2 separate regions of the Oryctolagus cuniculus genome follow, and region 2 is linked to region 1. The links are chromatin contacts, called in public Micro-C maps. All regions are on one chromosome and are shown on one strand. The core of a region is the stretch at or near the end of the contact, and the rest is flanking DNA. Distances in the headings are between cores, read along the strand shown.

Region 1 (5,136 bases), core at 2,619-5,118:
GCTCTTCACCCTCCCTCACTGGACCCAAGAACTGGCACGGGGGCCAGCACAGACGCCTGCAGGCTCTTGGGAGCCCTCGGGCCTCTACTGGCAACACAGAAGCCATTGCTCCTTGCTTGCCTTCTGCCCACAGCCCAAGACTGGCGATGGCTCGTGAAAATCTAGTCCTAGTTAAATATTTTAAAAGTACGGATCTTGTCTGTGGGAACCGTGACTATCCAGTATGAGAGGTAATGATTTCAAAGAATTCGGAAGCTCTGCTGAGCACTGCAGGTGAAGAGGAAAGCAGTGTAGTTCTGGACCTGCCGGGCTTCGGGATCTAGCCCTACCCCGGAGCTGTTTCCCTAGAACCGTCCTCCCCTCCCCACCCTCCCTGCCCTTGGGCCTCACCTTCTTTGTCCGTCAGCACCTCCATGCGCCCACTGAACATGGCCTTGAGCATGGTGTCGTGCCGGGTGAGAGCCCGCACCGTGGTGTAGTACAGGGAGCCACCCACATTGAGCTGCACGTACTTGTTGCCCAGCCCGCCTCCTTTGAAGCCGCTTAACTTGGGCTTGGCCCCCGAGGCTGGGCACAGACAGGTATCCCCCGACATCTCCCGCTGCAGGTAGATCACCACACGGCAGGAGGTAGGCTTGGAAGGCTCCGCCGTGGTGGAAGTGGTCACAGGTGAGTGGCCCGTGGAGGCCAGAACCTCATGCTCAGCCCTGTGAGTGGGAGAGAAGATGGAAGTCAGAATAGAGGCCTTGGACCAGGAGGGGCAACCGCAGGGGCCCTGGCCACACTCATCGTCTCCGGAACAAGCCCAGCTGCTGAGGCGACATTTGGACTTTCCTGCTGCTGTTCACCGCCCCAGAGACAAGCACAGGCTCCCAGAGCCCTGCCCGCCTCATCCTGCCAGGCTCCCTGGAATCAGCTCACCTCAGGTGGCAAGAAGACAAGCCAGCCCTAGGCCTGAGGAACAGCCCCTGCTGGGCATCTACCAGTCAGAATTCCATTTATTCTCTTAGGGTAACTAGGAACCCAGACTTCCAGCCAAACCTGCTGGGCATCAGCCAAACTAGGACTTTCCCAGGAGCCACAGGGACAGGGTGGACTTCCTTTCTAGAGATACCAGGTGCAGGAGCGTCCTGGGCCCGTGCTTGCTTTAGCGTCACCTGGAGTTTTGAAAGGAAAGTAAAAGCAGCTTCAGGAGACAATGGAGTGAGTCAGACTGGGGGACCTAGCCAGGGTCTTCGGCAGTGTCACCTAGGTTCCACTTGGATTTCCTGACCGTCCCTTTTCTTGGCAATGCTCCAAGTTCCTGAAATTGTCACCACTGGCCAGGGCAGAACAAATACAGGACGTCTATTTTCACTTCTTTTTCCTAAGTGGGAGCCCAGCCCTATCTCGTCCTCTCAAGCTTTCCACCAAGAATGAGGAGGCAGAACCAGAACATCAGATGACAGATCTGAAAGCAATTAAATGATGTATAAATTCTTTTTTTTTTTTTTTTTTTGACAGAGTGGATAGTGAGAGAGACAAAGAGAAAGGTCTTCCTTTGCTGTTGGTTCACCCTCCAATGGCCGCCACGGCTGGTGCGCTGCGGCCGGTGCACCGCGCTGATCCAAAGGCAGGAGCCAGGTGCTTCTCCTGGTCTCCCATGGGGTGCAGGGCCCAAGCACCTGGGCCATCCTCCACTGCCCTCCCGGGCCACAGCAGAGAGCTGGCCTGGAAGAGGGGCAACCGGGAAAGAATCCGGCACCCCGACCGGGACTAGAACCCGGTATGCCGGCGCCGCTAGGTGGAGGATTAGCCTAGTGAGCTGCGGTGCCAGCCATGATGTATAAATTAAAGCACTAACAGGAGCTCTCAGGCGGGAGGAGCGGAGGGAGCCACCCAGTCACCCTCGCGACTGCAAGTCCACATTATGCTTCTGGCTTCCTAGAGAAGCGCTAAAATTCATCTAAAGAGAATGTCATAGCTGACTCTTAAGGCGCGTTTTCATGTGCCACGCACTATTCTAGGCATTTAATGTATATTATTTAATTCATTTAGCAGTGAAACTACTGACTGCCAACCCTGTGAAACAGTAGGGAACAATGAAAAATACAGTCTTTGCTTTCAAGGAGTTCAATTAAGCATCCTCATGTTAACGAACTTAAAAAGGAAAATAGGAGTTGGCACTGACTCTGGTTCCGTGGCAGGCAGGCAGGCGGGTACTAGCTGGTGCCCAAGAGCTGGGGCTTTATTTCAAGTGCAGTGCAGTGCAGGAATCCACTGGAGGGTTCTAAGCAGGTGAGTGAGATAATCGCAACCATACTTCTGGGTGCGGTGTAGAGAATGGATTGTAAGGGTGCAGAGGCCGTGGGAGGACCAGAGGAAGCAGTAGTGCAGGCATAAAGTGGTGAAGACTTGGAGCACAGGGGGAACAGAGGCAGAGAAAAGGCAGAATCCTCTCCCTCCATGCTCACACGCGGGAGCTGACGGTGTGCCTCGCCAAGTGCAGCCCACAAATGGCACTGGTGTCCCCAGTTGTGCCGCTCCACTCCGCACGCGGTCTTTCTGCACACTGGCCTGCACTTTTATACATGGATTTCAAGATGTTTTCTCCACCAAAATAAATTTTTCTTAATTTGACTTCCCACGAACCTTTTGAAGTCCATGGCAGTTCGTCAGATTGAAATTGTCCCTGAAAAGATTTAGGCAGGTCCCTGGGAAGAATGTCCCAAAAGGGCCAGAGTGGGTGTCCTGTGAAGTGATGAACTGTGCAGGCATGCGGTGTGGATGAGAAAAGCCCTCAACAGGAGTCTGCCGAGACCTCCACTGGGACAGCGGATGACCTAACCTCCCACCGACTCCAAACCAATCAGTCCACCCAGGAAAAGTTTTTAACAAGGTCAAAGAAAACACATGCATTTTCTCCCAAAGCAAAGGTACTGAAAGCCTGCGGTTTGCCAGGAGAGGAAGACAAATCCACAGCTAATCTATTCCTTTCCTGCAAAGCAACTGTTCCTGGCTGACGTCAGCTCAGATTCCATTCAGACCAATGAGTTCCAGGAATCCTGCGGCAGGTGCCGCCCCAGAAAGTAATTCCAGCGACAATGAAGTTTCCACTCAATACTCTTCCTTCCGGACTTTGTGGGTATTTGGGGATGCCTGGGGCTAGGGGCGGATCCATTTCCCACTCTGCGAACAAAAGGCAGACAACCAAAGCGGTGGACCGCGGTTGGATCCCAAAGGAAGAAGGATCTAGAAACCCGTCACGCACGGGGGGCCGGGGGCGGGTGGGTGTTGGGGAAGCCGTGAGCTGATCTTGGCTATAGAGGGTGGACCCAGCAGAAATCCTAGGTGTGAGGCTTAGGCTGCAAGGTCCTGGAGAAATTCGGCCACGGCCAGCCTCTCCCGTGGCCAGCGTAGGCTCTTGCCCAGCCCGCCCCCCTCACTACCAAGGAACCGAGACCAGCTCTGCATCTCCGCTGCGCCGTCCCACCCCTGCTTCCCAGGACCCGGCGGGCAGTCTTTGCTCCAGCCGAGGCCCGACTCTCACCGTCGCCGGGGGCTCCTCTCCTCTCAGCTGGGGGGCGAGCGAACTCCGTGCCGTCTCTGACCTGTGGCTGCCTGCCCGCCAGCAATCCCGAGCTGTGAGCTCACATCCTGCGCCGGTCGACTCCTCCCGGAGCAGCGGGCCATAAGCCTGAGACTACAAAGCCCGGCATGCACAGCACTCTAACAGGGAGGGGAGGCGGAAATTCCCGGAGGATCTTCCGGGCAAGAGCATAGCCACTTCCGGTAGCCCTGCAGGCGCAAAGGCCTCTGGATCTTGTAGGCAGTCATCCTTCCCTTCGGGCCTCTGTTTCCCAGCAGGCCCTGTAGGATGAACGGGTGTGAGTGCTTCCGGTGTCCGGAAGTGACGTTGTGGATAAACAGGTTTTGTAGCCGTGGCAGCGGCTGAGGAGAGGCGAGCCGGCCAGGCACTGACTGCTGCCCACCGCCGAGAGGAGCTGCCTGTCAACATCAGCCTGGGCCGCAGCGCACCACCGCTACGGGTGGGCAGGTAGGTCGTGACCTCGGGTCGGGGGCAGCTGGGTCTAGAGGAACTGGACAGACCCGCTGTTGAGGAAAGGCTGTTCCAGGCTGAAAGAAACTTAGGAATTCCGCCCGTCCCTTCGCGAGCGTTTCACACTCAGGTTGGGCCTGGAGCTTGAGCGTGGTCTTAGGAAGCGGGGACTCGTGTAAATCCAACGGGTTTGCGCAGTAAAGACAGTGTCAGGCCCTCCGGACTCAGCCTCGTGCTTCCTCCAACCCCAGGAACGGGGCCTGTGCCTGATGCCAAGCATGGATCGTGGTGAGGCGTTTCCGCCCTCACCCCGGCGCTCCGCCGCGTGTAGTGGGAATTGGGATGGAATCTGATGGGCAGCTGGGAAGCCTCTCCTTCAACCCTTCTCCCGTCTCAGGTGACTCATTCAGCTACCCCTCCCAGGTGCAAGGGATTCATGCCCGACCGCTTCACTCATCCCCTCCTCCAGTCAAGCCCCTCTAAGTCCTAGCAAATCGACTTACAGAAACATCTCAACCCAGAACGCCGGCCTCCAGGTGCTGGGCTGCTGTAGTGGCCTCCGGCTGCTTGCACAGCCACTGGTCATCCCACAGATGTCCACGGAGTGCCGACTGTGCAGGCACCGTGCTGGGTGCTAGGGTTGCAGTGATGAACACAGTAGGTGTGCTCGCCTTCCTGGTCTTCTGAGGCAGAGTGGTTTTTTATTTATTTTTAAGATTTATTTGAGAGGTAGAGTTACAAACAGAGAGAGGGGTCTTCCATCTGCTGGTTCACTCCCCAGATGACTGCAACGGCCGGAGCTGCGCCGATCCGGAGCCAGGAGCTTCTTCCAGGTCTCCCACACGGGTGCAGGGGCCCAAGCACTTGGGCCATCTTCCACTGCTTTCCCAGGCCATAGCAGAGAGCTGGATCAGAAGTGGAGCAGCCAGGACTCAAACCGGCGCCCAAAAGGGATGCTGGCACTGCAGGCAGCGGCTTAGCCTACTGTGCCACAGTGCTAGCCCCCAGAGTGATTATTTTAAAAAAAAGATTTGTTTGTTTGAAAGGTAGAGTTAGAGAATCTTTGCTATGCTGGATCACCCCCCAAATGATTGCAA
Region 2 (4,995 bases), core at 2,462-4,961, 550 kb before region 1:
TATTATATGGGGTCTGGGCTCCAGCCAGAGAACAATCTTTTATTTCTGTTTTTTCCTTATTAAAATGGTGTTTTGGAGAAAACCAAGCAATGGCCAGATGGATCGTGCTTTCTTAAGGGGGAAGGAGGTGGGAGATGAATGGGACATGGACTTCAGGACCAGAGGCACGCTGCACCCACCAGCAATGTGCAGGTGAGCAGGGACCAGCGTCCCCACGAACGTCTCTGTGACAGATGTCACATGAAATGAGAGGCCTCAGTGGCTGGCATCACAGGCTTGTGGGAGCCTAGGACGGCAACTGCTCACCCAGCCCCGTGCCTCGTTTCCTCCACTTTGCCAGGCCTGCAGCTACAGACCCACATGCTCCCAAACCCCCCTCTCAATGCCACTGGGTTGTTCACAAGGCTCGGGAAGACTGATGCATCCTCCTTCCATTCCTTTTCAAATAAGCGAGATTTGGGAAATTGGAATAGGGACCAGAGGCGGAACCCCAGCACTTGAAGCCCTGGTCTGGCTTTCTCAGTGAACATCCAGATTGCCAGGAGCAGGGACGCCTCAGAGTGTAGCTCCTACATTATGCAAAATCTCTACCCCTGGGCTCTCAAACGAGGTGCTGGGCAAGAGCTGCTTCCCTGTGGTCTTCAGCTAAGTCTGAGACGAAAGTGTTTGTCCAGCATTGGCCTCCAGCATAGATATTTCACACTTCGAGGTGTGCCCTGCATAGCTGTTGTCTGGACTACGGACAAGAGGCGAGCAGTAGGGACTCACATGAAGTCAGAAGACAGAGGGAGCAGCATTTGTGACACCGTGGATTAAGCCACTGCCTGAGAAGCCAGCATCTCATATCAGAGTGCCAAATTGGTTCCTGGCTACTCGGCCCGGTATCCAGCTTCCTGATAATGCTCCTGGGAAGGCAGTGGTGATAACCCAAGTACTTGGGCCACTGCCACCCATGCGGGAGACCTGAATAGAGTTTCTGACTCCAGGCTGGCTCTGGCTTGGCCCAGCAACACCCCGATCACCGTGGCCATTTGGGTGGTTAACCAGTGGATGAAAGATCTCTTTCTGTTCCTCTCTCTCTCTGTCACTCTGCCTTTCAAATAAATAATTCTTTCTTTATAAAAAAAGATTTTATTTATTTATTTGAGAGGTAGAGTGACAGAGAGAGAGAGAGAAAGAGACAGGAAGGTCTTCCATCCACTGGTTCACTCCCCTAATGGCTGCAATGGCTGGAGCTGAGCCGATCCAAAGCCAGGAGCCAGGAGTTTCTTCCAGGTCTTCCACGCAGGTACAGGGGCCCAAGCACTTGGGCCATCTTCTACTGATTTCCCAGGCCATAGCAGAGAGCTGAATTGGAAGAGGAGCAGCCGGGACACAAACCGGCACCCATATGGAATTCCAGTGCCACAAGTGGAGGTTTAGCCCCTACCCCACAGCGCCGGTAATACTCAAAAAGCAACCAGAAAACAGAAATCCCTGAAACAATAGTAGCATCAGCGCCTTCCGCTTCACAGGCTTCCAGCTGGGAGGTCTTAATCATCCATGCTGCCCACTTCCTGGCTCTCAAAGGAGCCACCTTGAAGCCAGGGAAATTCGTCCTGCAGAGTGCAGTGCCTAGAGTAGCCACAAGAGGTCACTTCCAAAGGCACCCGTATCCCACCTGCTCTCCTCACTCCCCTAGGAACAGCACAGCCGGAGCTCTCCAAGGTGGCATCAATTCCTGCACCCCCACCCCCACCCCCACCCACCGCCTGAGCTCATCTTCCAAGTTCCAACAAGAGGAAGGTGTGTGGGGGGATTCATTCCCCCTGGCATTTGCCAACAGAACAAAGTCTTTTCCCCCTCATTAGTCCAGGGTCTCTCCTGTTCTCAGCTGTAGCTGATGTTGATCAAAGTGAAGCCTTGCTTACTGGAAATGGCTTATTTATCTGCCCCGGCATGTCTTCAGGCTGACATAGCAGCACAGGTGGGCCCTGAGCAGTGGGAAGGGAACCGGTGAGAAAGGGCACATGAGGTTCCAACTTCTGAGAGGTCTGATCCCTTCCATACAAGCAGTTTAACTCAGTTCTTTGAGGAGCTCTCTGGCCCGAAGCCGCTATGGCCTATTGTCAGCTGAGGTTAGAACAGCCTGTTCACCTTTGTTCTCCAGCACTCCTCCTCCCCATGATTTTATTATTCCTTCCAGCCACTAAGAGGGTCATCAGAAAAGAGAGAAGTCATTTTAAAAACGAAAAATCTTAAAATTCCACACACTGGCATTCCCACTCTACATAACTTATCTTCCTTATTGTCCCAGGTGCAGTTAGTATCTTGTAGTGGACAGTGTCTGGCCTGGGGATCAAATTCGTTCAGAGAGAGAGAGAGAAAGGGGGAGGGGGGAGAGAAGCAATTGAAAAAAAAGTTTCATTCCCACGTCTGCCATAAATTCATTATGCGGCCTCTCTGTGCCTCTGGAAAGACGAGAATGAAATCAGATGGTCTCTCGGCCCCTCTCAGTTTTATGACTCTGAGAATGCGTGTGCCGTAACATTAGACATGGGCAGGACACCGCTGTCAATCATGCTACTTAAACGCCCACTTTTAGGCACAACGATGCGGTTCCCTTCTTCACTGCTTCATCTACCGTTGGGCAGCAATAACTGGTCACCTCTGCGGGCAATAGCAAGGGGAAGGGCGAGCGCCCTGGAAGAGAGCATGCATCCCCGCCCAGAATTCGAGGTGAGGCCCTAAGACTACAAATCCCAGCATGCAGCACGGAAATTCTCAAAAGCATCTTCCCGACAAGCGAATTACTCCTTTCCTTCCTTCCTACAGTATAGTGCGTTTCAAGCTCACGGAACTACGACTCCCACAGTCCATCAGACCCATCGCGATGCTTGCTCCCAGGGTGCCATGCGCTCCCGTCCGCCCTTTTGGACCCCCTGCGCATTGCAATCTGGGAGTGGGAGTCCTCTGTGGGCCGGTAGCTGGGCGTTGTCAGGGATTACAAACTCTAAGCCTCTTGAGCAGTTCTCAGAACGGTGGTCGAGAGAGGGTGGTAACGGGCAGGCGGAAGTCTCCATGGTGCCATCACCACGCAAGGCAGGGATGCTCGTTCTAAATTTAATTGTCGGGAGCAGGAGGGAAGTGGGGACGGCAGCCACCCAGCCAAAGCGTCGCTTTCTGTCGCACTGGCTTTTCTTTTCTCTTTATCAACATGGCGGCCTGGTCCAGCCACACCTGACGCTGGAACCAACTGTCCAGTCCAACACCTCTATGAATACTGCCATCACCAGCAGCCTACCAGCTCTGTCCAACATTCCTTGCCCCTTCCTGTTCATGCTTGAGGACTACAAGGACACGGCAGCCCTTATCCCATTACTAAAATGGCGAAAGGAGCAGCTTTCTTTGAGGGCCTGCAGGTGACGATACGCCTGCGCGGGAGGCGGTTGTGTTATGGGGCGGGAGGGGAGCATCCCCAACACGCCTGCGCGGGAACAGAGCCCTCTCGGTCTGCACACAAACACCAATGGATGAAGAGTCCTCGGGTTCCTGCGGCTGCGCTGTGACCCCTAGGAGCTTCCTCAGGCGCCTGCGCGAGACCTCGGGTCCCGCCCTTTTATCTCAGTACGCTGGCGCAGGGCAGGAAGGCGGGGCTCCGGGGCTCCAGACGAATGCCAGCGCGGCTGCGCGCTGGGGGGTACCCCCTCACCGCGGCTGCGCGGGAGCCCGGCCGCCGGCTGTCACTGCGGTTGCGCGCGGCGAGCGGCGATCCCCGGGCGCCTGCGCGGGTGGCTTTGCGGGCGCTCGCGGTAAGTTTGCGCCAAGTGCGCGGCAGCCGGGACGCAGACGGCGGCGGCGGCGAGAGGCGGAGCCCGGGGACCACCCCCCATCACCCTCCCCCCCAGTCACCTCACGTACCACAACCTCACCTAACCTCTCACCCCCCCCTCCGATCCCCCTAACCCCGGGATGGCAGCGCCCGCCAGCCTTCCCGGCCGGACCAGCGGTCGCCAGCGCCGGCTTTAGCCTGTGGGACTAGGCCCCGCCGAGGCCTGACCCCCGGAGCCGGGACCCACTGTGCAGCCAGCCGCCGGGCCGGGGCTGAGGGGCCGCTCCCCCCTCACGGCCCGCGGGGAGGACGCTGCCGTCCCAGGGACTGGGGGCCGGGGGGTGGGGGGGAGCCAGGGCGAGGAAGTCGGGACCCGTGTTGGGAAAAAAGAAGGGGAGCCGGGGTCAGGAGCACCCCCTCCCCCCGCCTCCCCCCTCCCCCCGGGGTTGGGGGGGCCGGAGCAGAGAGCGCCCAGCCCGGGAGGTGGATGAATGTGGGAGAAAATGGAGACCAAGACGATCGTGTACGACTTGGACACGTCGGGGGGGCTGATGGAGGTAAGAGTGGCCCTCCTCATCCCCTTCCCCCAGCGCCGGGAGGGAACCTCCGCCCTCCGCCCCACAAAGCCGGCCTGAGCTCGGAGCGCCAGAGGGCCAGGGGAGGGGGGTTTCTTCCCTGCTCAGCCTCTCCCTCCCATCTCGGCGATTCGGGGGGCTGAGCTCAGCCGCCGAGGACGTTTGCAGCAGTTTCACCTACCCGCCGCCCTCGATTCGCTTTCCAGAGGCGCCAGCCCACTCCATCGCGTTGCACCGGCGGGCCTCCCCACCCCCTTCTTGTCGGCCCCTTTGTGCTTCCTCCCGCACGTCCGGGTACCGGGCTTCGGGCCTCTCCCGAGCCAGGCTTTGGAGTCCCCCACTGTCCATACAAGGAAGTGGCGAGAAGGGAACCGCGCACCCTCTCCCCATCCCCCTACCCTGATCCTCCCCATTTGGAAGAAGCTGCGCTCGTTGTTGTGCTGCAGAAACGCGGTTGGGGTGGGCTCCCCCTGGTTCCGGGGGCTGAGCGGTTCTGGGAGCAGCCTGGATGGGAGGAAGAAGGACAAAAGGGGGGAGAGGGGTGGGTGACGGAGTAGCCGCGCCGGGGGGTCGACGGGCCGCCCGGGAGCTCCGAGTGTGCACACACGC

What was found. Hi-C and Micro-C count contacts between places; a contact is called where the count stands out from the background.
Region 2: a contact with region 1 is called in a Micro-C map of ear pinna, with 4 times the contacts expected there. The contact joins the promoter of PHF12 here to the promoter of IFT20 in region 1. A contact is called at or near these places in 2 of 6 Hi-C or Micro-C datasets (ear pinna and psoas muscle).

What each region holds. Positions count from the first base shown.
Region 1 is chr17:43,886,466-43,891,601 of mOryCun1.1, reverse strand. It overlaps IFT20 (intraflagellar transport 20), which reads left to right and starts at 3,868. Exons shown (of 6, transcript XM_051824622.2): 1 at 3,868-4,036. TNFAIP1 (TNF alpha induced protein 1) reads right to left here and starts at 3,731. Exons shown (of 7, transcript XM_002718932.5): 1 at 3,530-3,731; 2 at 391-707. The coding sequence starts at 595.
Region 2 is chr17:44,438,640-44,443,634 of mOryCun1.1, reverse strand. PHF12 (PHD finger protein 12) reads left to right here and starts at 3,711. Exons shown (of 15, transcript XM_002718916.5): 1 at 3,711-4,368. The coding sequence starts at 4,303.